Linked DNA regions of Mus musculus: all the other regions are linked to region 2. A link is a contact called in public HiChIP or PLAC-seq data. All regions are on one chromosome and are shown on one strand. Each heading gives the region's core, a stretch centred on a gene start, on an enhancer-like site or on the middle of the called end of the contact. The rest is flanking DNA. Distances are from core to core; before and after follow the strand shown.

What was found. HiChIP or PLAC-seq counts read pairs in DNA pulled down with a chosen protein or histone mark.
Region 1: a BATF HiChIP or PLAC-seq map of CD8 T cells shows a contact between it and region 2, with 5 read pairs. The contact joins two enhancer-like sites. A contact is called at or near these places in 2 of 39 promoter capture datasets (the HPC-7 cell line and liver), 1 of 115 datasets of contacts at active chromatin or transcription factors (CD8 T cells) and 1 of 9 other capture datasets (liver).
Region 3: a CTCF HiChIP or PLAC-seq map of the NIH/3T3 cell line shows a contact between it and region 2, with 10 read pairs. The contact joins two enhancer-like sites. A contact is called at or near these places in 1 of 39 promoter capture datasets (macrophages) and 1 of 15 datasets of contacts at CTCF or cohesin (the NIH/3T3 cell line).

The regions. Positions count from the first base shown.
Region 1 is chr1:40,048,788-40,051,992 of GRCm38.p6, reverse strand. No RefSeq gene overlaps it. Among named protein-coding and RNA genes, the nearest start is that of Il1r2, 34 kb to the left of the region's middle. Within about 2 kb of position 1,537, at least 53 of the 459 cell types and tissues checked have an H3K27ac peak or open chromatin away from gene starts, as enhancers often do. A contact at or near this core is called in CD8 T cells, where this site is marked.
Region 2 is chr1:40,443,354-40,446,436 of GRCm38.p6, reverse strand. It overlaps Il1rl1 (interleukin 1 receptor-like 1), which reads right to left. Exons shown (of 11, transcript NM_001025602.3): 6 at 2,035-2,103; 7 at 209-350. Among named protein-coding and RNA genes, the nearest start is that of Il1rl1, 5.3 kb to the right of the region's middle. Within about 2 kb of position 1,521, at least 82 of the 459 cell types and tissues checked have an H3K27ac peak or open chromatin away from gene starts, as enhancers often do. A contact at or near this core is called in CD8 T cells and the NIH/3T3 cell line, where this site is marked.
Region 3 is chr1:40,186,525-40,189,815 of GRCm38.p6, reverse strand. No RefSeq gene overlaps it. Among named protein-coding and RNA genes, the nearest start is that of Gm35741, 39 kb to the right of the region's middle. Within about 2 kb of position 1,760, at least 24 of the 459 cell types and tissues checked have an H3K27ac peak or open chromatin away from gene starts, as enhancers often do. A contact at or near this core is called in the NIH/3T3 cell line, where this site is marked.

The DNA.
Region 1 (3,205 bases), core at 288-2,787, 390 kb after region 2:
TTGCACCTGGCTTATTTTATTTAACAGAACATCTTCCAGGTCTAACCATACCGTCACAAATATATTCGCTACCGTTCATTCACAGATGGATATTTGTTGATTTCATGCTTTGGTATGTTTTTCAACAGTCATTGCCATATTGATTTCCAAAAAAGGGCAACATATACTATCCATAATTCCAATAGTATAGGAGGACTTTCCCAAAATTCCTCTCAATAAAAGGGTATCTTCATCTTAATTTTTATAAGTTGAATATTCTAATTTGCAGCTCCGTAACTGTGAATGGTTTTTTTTTATAGTTGTCTATATCTTTGCAGACTTTTAAGTTGGTTTTGTGAATATGGGTTACTTATTTATTAAATTGACTAACTTTTCTAGATGTTTTGGTTTTTTTCTTTAAATTTTTTGAGTTTTAGCAGTATTTCCATATGCATTAAAAACATCCCCTTCCATGTGATCATTACCCCTTGGTTTCTGCTATGGCTTGTTCATGTGTCAGACAAAGGCCTCTGGGGTAGGACTGAGACCTAAGGGCCTTGGCCTGTGGGGTCAGAGGAGCTGTTTGCAGATGGAGCTTCTTCCTGTGGTCAGGGTCAGGATGCTGAGGCTCTTTCTGCTTCCCCTTTCTTCCATTCCTGGCCATGAGGTGAGCAGCTGCCTCTGTCATACACTCATGATGACACGTAGCCTCACCACAAACCGCAAAGCAATGGGCAAACGGACGACCATTCATGGGCTGGGTCCTCCAAAACCATGAAGACAAGTAAACTTTTCTACTTTTTAAGTTGATTGTCTTCGGGTATTTTATTGCAGCAATGGGAAATTGATAGCTTCGTTTCTAGTATAATTTGATATTCCAAGACATATGTATAATCATAACACATAATATCTTCCAGATTTATTGACTTGGATTAAAAAGTCTCCCTTGTCACAAGCATAAAACATGGCTCCTTACATTTACTTTGTCTGATTTTTATTTGAATATTTTTACATTTGATTTGCGCAGAGTGTTTTATATAGATGAAGGCAGCGTTCGATTTTTCTTTTTCTAAAAATATATTATTTATGAGTATGTGTGTGTGCAGCGCGTATGTGAGGACTCCAGAAGAGGATGTCAGGTCTCCTGGATATGGAGTCACAAGCAGTTATGAGCTGTCTACACGGGTGCTGAGAACCCAAGTTGGGTCCGCATCAAGAGCAACAAGCATCCCTAACCACTGGACCATCTTTCCAGCCCTCTCTTCTTTTGTTTGATGAGTGGTTAGTGGCACTAACACATCGGATAGGTAAATCACAGACCAATTCAAGAGCGGTAGCATGAATAGTATAGTTAAAAAGCAGGTAGACTGATTTGGGGTATCAGTTCCACCACTTCCTGTCTATGGAACCTTAAGTATGTGTGCTGGCTAATTTTTATGCCAACTTGACACAGTTAGAATTGGTAATAAATATCCTGAGACTGACTCTAAGACTGTAGGACTCTCTCTCTGGATGTGGGAGGAGACAGCCCACTGAAGGTGTCACTATCCTGAAGTCAGCTTGGCCATAAACCATGGTGACCTCACAGAGGTTAGCCGCAGAAACAGGGTGGCATCTCTATGGTTGCCTGCAGACTTACTGTTCACCCCTGGTCCCTTGTGACTGACTTTTCCTTCAGACATCTGAGGACAGAGTTTCCAGAGCTCTGAAGTGCTTCATCCCTGAATGTCATCTCTGTTTCCTCCATGGCAGGAACTCAGAGGCCACTTTATTGTGAGAAGGGAAATGGAAGGGCATCTATGGCCAGACTTCCCTCAGGGAGCCTGGCTTCTCTGTCCTGACAGGTCTGTAACCTTGTCCTTCCTCTAAGTCTCTTTCAAACCCTCTTTTCATTAGCACCATAAAAGTCTTGCACAGAGCTGTCTTGCTGTTCCTGATTTCTTGGGCATCACTTCCCAGCATGGGAAGCTGAGGCTACTCAGGGAACCCCACGCCGAGTGGCTGGTGGAGGATTTCCCAGAAGCAGCGAGTCCTGAGGAGGTGCTGCACCATAACTGTGCTGAGGCTCTGGTAGAAGAGATCATTAAGACTTGTTTTTCTGGACCAAGAATAGGAGGTATATTTTACACGCTACATCCTATTCTCTGGACTCTGAGGCCTTGTCCTGCTCACTGAGCATCTATATGCAGGAACTGGTGAGTCTTTCTTCCATCCTGCTGTAGCACCGGACCTATCTTCTTGCCTTGGAGCTCAGCTGACACCCCTCTTCCCGTGGCCTGGCCACCCAATCACAATGTCTAGAGCAGTGGTTCTCAAGCCCCCATCAGTCAGGGCTTCTTGTCATTGTCTCCAAAGGTCAAGGAAGATATTTCCAGAAAACATTTTGGCATGTGTGCTATGTGTGGAAACATGACCAAGGGACAGGAGGAAAAAGCAGAGACCCTTTAAGGCGGTTCCTCACCCTGTGGTGACCCCAATCATAAAAGTATTTCCATTGCTACTTCATAACTGTAACTTTGCTACTGTTACAATCTGTAATGATATCTGATAGGTGACCCGCAAAGGCTCACAAGGACTTAACTGGGCAGAGAACACAAAACTGGTATGAGGTACTGCTGAAGCCGGAGGGATCGTGTTAGTTTCCTATCATTTCTGTGATGAAGAGCCTCAGACTCGGGGTTGATTATCCTCTGTCTGGTACCTTGCCTGCTGGGGATGTTGGCAGAGCATCATTCCATGCAGAGGCCTGGTGAGTTAGGCTCTACCCTGCTCAGATTTCTACGCCCCTGGGCCCCTTACTGCTCACCTCTCCCTTTCTTCCTGTAAGTTAGAATCTCTTGAAAGGTGAATTATTTACATTTCTTTTATACTTTGCTTTTAAATTTGTAATAAATTTCTATTTGTAATTCTTTTTTGTTTCAATAATTCTGTCTAAAGATGTCAAATGTTGTCTAAAACAAAATAAATAAATAAATAAATAAATAAATAAAGTTTTATTATTCCAAACTTGCAAGTGTTGAAAACGTCATTAAAAACTGCAGGTTTAATAATAATAATAACCCTGCAGGTTTGCCTTTTTGTTGTTATTGTTGTTTTAAAATAATGTTTACAATTGAAGCTTGGATGTCCTTTTTTTTTTTGAAGCTTGGATGTCCTTTTTTTTTTTTTTTTTTTTTTGGACATCATGTCTGTACTGGCTAGCTTTGTGTCAACTTGACACAGCTGG
Region 2 (3,083 bases), core at 272-2,771:
GGCATGGTAATATTATATCCCAATGATGGGATATAATAATCCCATCATTCAGGAAGCAGGAAATTGAGGTTAAGCTGGTCTACACAGAGAGTTCTAGGACATACCTAGTAAGGCTTTGTCTCAATAGATGATAGATAGATAGATAGATAGATAGATAGATAGATAGATAGATAGATAGATAGATAGATAGATATGATAGATGACATGCCTTTCATTTCGACCTTCCTCTTCTTGAATTCTTGCTTCACCAAAATTTCCAACTACTGTTTTGTTAATCTGCCACAGGACATCAGCCAAGAAGTGAGAGCCTTTGCCAAAGCAAGCTGAACAGGCAATACTTGCTGGTTTTCCTAGATAAAAAAGTGAAGAGATTCATCACAAAAGTTGAATTCTGCTAGTGGCATCCAGTTTCACACAGTGTAATAGACCTGTAGTTCTGCTCACATCCCTTCCTTATCCTCGTCCTGTGCCTCTTTGTTCTCACACCTCCTCCCCAATGTCTCCATGTTCCTTATAGCCCTAGCACCCTCTTAACTCAGGGAACACAAAGCTTGCTCTGGCCTCACATAATCACATAGGAGTTGCTGCTAGTTAAAAAGTGAGTTTCTTTTTCACTGGTCTCTTCCACAGCTTTCTCTTCCTACAGAATTCCTCTTATCTCTTCACAGGCTACCTCTGGAGCTAAAACAGCTTTACCCAAGCCAACTATCAAGTAACCTGAATGTCAACATTCACAGAGTGATCTCCTGGCCAATACAGATGCGGATGCTGGCAGCCAACTGTCTGACTGAGCTTGGGGACCAAATGAGTTAGAGGAAGGATTAAAGGTACTAAAGGGGTTTGCAACCCCATAGAAAGAACAACAAGATCAACCAACTAGGCCCCTCCCCAGAGCTCCCAGGGACTAAACCACTAACCAAAGAATACACATGGAGGGATCCATGGCTCTAGCTGCATATGTAGCAGAGGATGGCCTTGTCGGGCATCAATGGGAGGAGAGGTACTTAATCCTGTGAAGGTTTGATGTCCCAGTGAAGGGGACTGCTAGGGTGGTGAGGCAGGAGTGTGTAGGTGGGTGAGCACCCTCTTAGAAGCAGGGGGAGGGGGGATGGGATGGGGATTTGTGAAGGGGAAACCAGGAAGGGGGATAGCATTTGAAATGTAAAAAAATTAAATTACCAATAAAAAAGAAAGAAAACATCAGAGCTGATTTTGGCTACAGTTATACATTCAATCTTCCCTTTCAGAACCTCAGACTTATACTTGAGCTTGCCTAAAAATGAGTCACATCACAGGCATGAGGGAGGACCTGACAGTCTCTGGAAAGGCAAAGCTGTGGAGAAAGGATTAGAGGCTACCACACTGTAAAATAAAATCTAGTAGCCAAGACTTGAGCTGATGATGCAGCTAGAAACTGCTTGTTGGCAAGGAAGAGGGAGGCAGGAAGGACTGCACATGGGAGGTTACGTATGATCTCGCTCCACAGAGATGAGGAACGGCCATGTGGGCAGAATAGGGAAGAATGCAAGCACACAGCTCATCAGACAGTGGTATGCTGAGGCCAAGAGTGTAGGAGAGTGATTGGTTACAGAGTGTGGTGAGGGAGGTATGATTCATCATGGTGTTTCAGACACCAAGTTCTTTCCATTGGACCCAGCATCTAATGAAAACCAACAAGAGCAGAAGCAGATTCATAAAACTCTACTCTCGCTCTTTTGCTATCCATGACCTTTGGTGCTCCTTTGAGCATCTCTGAGCCTATATTCCTCCTCAACAGTGAAGTGAGGACAACTGCTCCCTAGGCAGAACTGATGATAACAAGAAATACTTCTATGACATAACCATGAACTCCAAGGCTCAACACAAATGCAGTGCTGATTTTTGCTGTGACGGGGGCAGGTGTTTTCATATTGTCACCTCACATGATCCCCAAGTTCCCCTCTACTAATTCGTGACCCTTCCATAGGAAACCAGACCTGAAATCCTAAGGAAACGTTTTCCCAGGTCAACAGAGAGTAGTTTAAATTTTCTTACCTATTTCCACTTCCATTGTGTGGTTGTATGGAGGATTTGTAATTACTGGAAACATAGAAAAGCCTTTTTCTTAAAAATTAAAAACAGAAATAGAATATAATTATTGAAGTATTGATTAGTCATCAATATAAAGCAAGTCTTTTGAAGTTCTATTTAATTTCACAGCAGTGTGTCAACTCTTGGAAAATAACCTTTGGCAGTGCAGATACCCAAATGGAACAAGTAATTTATGCCACACTTCTTCTGATTACTATTCCTATGTTATTTTTTGATATCTTCTATATCATCAAGACAAATACTGCCTGATCCAATGACTCTGTAACTTATAAATTATTTGATAACTATGATTCTATAGAAGAAGCATAGACATTCAAAGAAGATGCTGTCAATATATCCATGACAAAGACGTGTTCAGGAGCCCACAGGTCCACTGTTCACAGCTCTCCACCACTGTGCCCATGTGTACATGGAGAGGTTTCTTCTTCCTCCGCAGTAGTTTTCCCTCCTGTTACCACTGAGATGGGGTGGGAGTGGGGAGCAGGGAGGTCTCTGGGAGCATGGATGAACCCTTCACCCTTATATGCTCATTTTCTTTCTGGGTATTGAGATTAAGAAACATTGCAGGACTTGACATTAAACAATGAGAGGGACAGACACAACTGTGGTTTGGTGATGCTTACTCTCAAGCAATGGAGTGCAGAAAGGCTCTAAACAAAACATTGTCTCCAGTATTGCTTAGTCCTATTCTTGTTCCATGCCACTTGATAGTGAGACCCCATGTCTTCGATAGAGGAACTGCACCCAGAAAAAACCTCAATTCTATAAATACCATCAACTATGATTAGGGAATCTTCCCCTCTAATGTCTTCTTTAACGTTGAATTCATATTTGGAAAAAGTTCTTTTCTAAACAAATGACCTGCTTTGAAAACACTGATGATGTCAAAAGCATTATAGACCAGGACTGAAAACCATCCAGCAGTGTGTATAAAAGTACTGTGCCCTGTTACACTCTAGCCTCTTAATTTGTGGCTTTTATATCCAGGAACT
Region 3 (3,291 bases), core at 511-3,010, 260 kb after region 2:
ACAGCAATGAACAACCACACCACCCTTCAAAGATAAATTCTACTCTCTTTGTACAGTTCCAGTGTCTTGTATTCCCCTATTTCCTCCCCAGCACTCCTTTCAGCCGTATCCTTTAGCCCATCTCCATTCTTTGGTGACTCCCTGCCACCTCACAAAAGAGCTCTCTTCAGGAACCCAAGTCTGCCCCACTTGTCCTTCCACTTTGTCAATGCTAGAGACGAAAACACAAGGCCTCGTTATATGCTCCGCCATCATTCTGCCAAGAAAACTAGACCCCTATCTCTTTATTTTAATTTTTAGAAAATAACTTGCCTCATTTCGCAGGAGACCTCAAATGTTCATCCTCCTGCCTCAGTTCCCTGGGTAGCTACAATTGTACTCAAACTGGAGGCCACTCCAGTACCCCTCAGCAGTATACTGTAAGCACAGAAGCACTCACAGGAAATCCATTGAGTTTTTCATGTTGACCCCAAATTTCTCCATATGCTACACTTCTCTTAGAAGGTTGGTTTTATTCCTGTGGTACATAAGACTGGTTAGCGTTTATATGACACCATACCCACACCTGCTTTGAGAACATTTCCTTAACTAGGATCTAGGTTATCAAATCTTTACTGTTGACTCATAGTGTCAGATTGTACTCACTGCAAACTGCATTTTGTAGTCGTTATTTACTATACTTTTGTGTCTGTAATGGGTGTCTCCTTCTCTAGAGCTCCTGGAAGCCAACAAGTTATGCCCAACCCCATCAAGGCTCCAGGCTCTCCCAAAGTGGGCTTTGTTTCAGTGAGCTCTCCATATCTGCTCTTCACACAGCCTCCTCATTCATGCCTCCTGTTACAGATGTGTTACCTCTGTTTTGATGACAAAGAACTAGCCCTCAGAGTCTCAGTAAGGCCTCAGCCATGGCCACAGAGCTAAGAAGAAGAACAGAAACAAAATCTAGTATTTCACCCAAGTGCACAGAAATACTTGCACTTTTATGTGAAACCCCTAGCCGTTGCTATCTTTTTCAAATAACTACCAACCATCTCTGACTCTTAAGGGAAAGACCTTTATGTTTCATTGGCCATGTTCAGATCAGTGGAACTTCTCTGGCCTTTCACAACGCATCAAAGAGTATGACCAATATCAGCTATGACAAGACCACTCGGAGCTTCACTGTTCAGAACTTGCAGCTCTTCCCTAATCCTAACCCTAACCTCAACCCCAACCCCAACCCCAACCCTAAGAGGACCTTAGACAAGGGGGATTGAGAGGACTTCATCTGAATCAGGCCTGCCCTTTGGGAAAATCAACCAACCAATCATAAAAGAGAAGACAACCAAAGGGGAGAAAGACTATTCTATTCACTCACCATGTAAATCATCAGAGTATCCAGCCTCCTATTTCTAAGTACTCAAAGAACACATCTTCTAAAGTGTGGAAGTGAGTCAGTGCATAAAACTTACTTTCCTGAGGCAGCAGCAAAGCTTGTCAGACTCTAAGACAGGGCTCAATGTCCTCAGGAAACCCACCACCGGTGTGTCACACTATATACAGAATGTCCCTTTCAGAGGAGCCCCTGGTGGTGCTGTGTCACATTCCTGCCCTCCTACAAGGTCCTCTTCTAAACCTCATGACAAGGAATCCTGGTGTTTCTGGCACAATTCAGTTCACTCAGAAATCTGGCTGGAGCCCAAAACCCAGCCTGGAAGTCAGTTCCTGGGAGGAAGTTATTCTTCAAACACTGAGCTCAAATTTCATAACTCTGGTTGGTTATTAGAAAATATTGGGAAACTCAAATCCCAGCCAGCCATTGTTACCACCTATGCTACCATCTCTCAGCTGGTCAAACAACTGTCTGAAAACTGCCAGTGCTCAATGTCCTCTGTCGTGCTGCTGGTATGCCCACTTGAAGTGTTAAAGGAAGAGAAATCGTGGCACACAAGTTCTTGGGGGTTAGTAGGGCTGGTCACTGGGTGTTCTCTTTAGTAGATCTGATTGGATGGAAAAAGTAAAGCCAACATTTCTGCACTATGGTTTAGATATTTATTGTGTCTACCAGAAGTTCATTATTTAGAAGTGTCATCTGCGTTCAGAAGGAAGACCAACGTGTGGATACTTCATTCCTCCTTAGAATGGGGAACAAACACCCATGGAAGGAGTTACAAAGACAAAGTTCGGAGCTGAGACGAAAGGAAGGACCATCCAGAGTCAGGCCTCATCTGGGGATCCATCCCATAAACAACCACCAAACCCAGACACTATTGCAGATGCCAGCAAGATTTTGCTGACAGGATCCTGATATAGCTATCTCTTCTGAGGCTATGCCAGTGCCTGGCAAATACAGGAGTGGATGCTCACAGTCATCTATTGGATGGAACACAGGGCCCCCAGTTAAGGAGCTAGAGAAAGTACCCAAGGAGATAAAGGGGTCTTCAACCCTATAGGAGGAACAACAATATGAACTAACCAGTACCCCACCCCCCAGAGATTGTGTCTCTAGTTACATATGTAGCAGAGGATGGCCTAGTCGCCCATCAATGGGAGGAAAGGCCCTTAGTCTTTCGAAGATTATATGCCCCAGTACAGGGGAAAGCCAGCGCCAGGAAGCAGAAGTGGGTGGGTTGGAGAGCAGGGCATGGGGGAGGGTTTAGGGGACTTTCAGAGAGGAAACTAGGAAAGGGGATAGCATTTGAAATGAAAATGAAGAAAATATCTAATGAAGAAGAAGAAGAAGAAGAAGAAGAAGAAGAAGAAGAAGAAGAAGAAGAAGAAGAAGAAGAAGAAGAAGAAGAAGAAGAAGAAGCATTGCCTTTAAAAGAAGCTGCAGGAATTTTTGAGGGGCACTGGTTAGATCTCATGAGGAATGTTATAGAAGGGTGATCCTGCCCCCCCCCCCCGCTCTCCAGCATCCTGATTCACCATTGGTTGTTTTCACAGAGGATTTTCACCATGGTCCCATCTGTCATCACATGATGCAGCCTAGGTAAATCCCCACTAAAGCCAAAAAAAGAAAAAAGAAAAGAAAAAAAGAAAAAGAAAAATCCTCAAGGCTGTGAGCAAAATAAATCTTTTCTTTTCAATTTTTCCATGATAAAGTTTCCCAATTCTTTTCCAAGGGTTTTAGACTAAGAATAAAACAATGTTAATATTAAATGCAGGCCTCTATTGTAAGCATCCCTTTTAATGTTTGTTTTTATTTAAACAAAACAAGTTTGGGGGTGCTAGAGCATTTAACTTCTTAATTGATAGCTGACAGACCTTTCCTGGTGCCTTGGCTATCCTGAGCAGAATGTATAAGCCAGA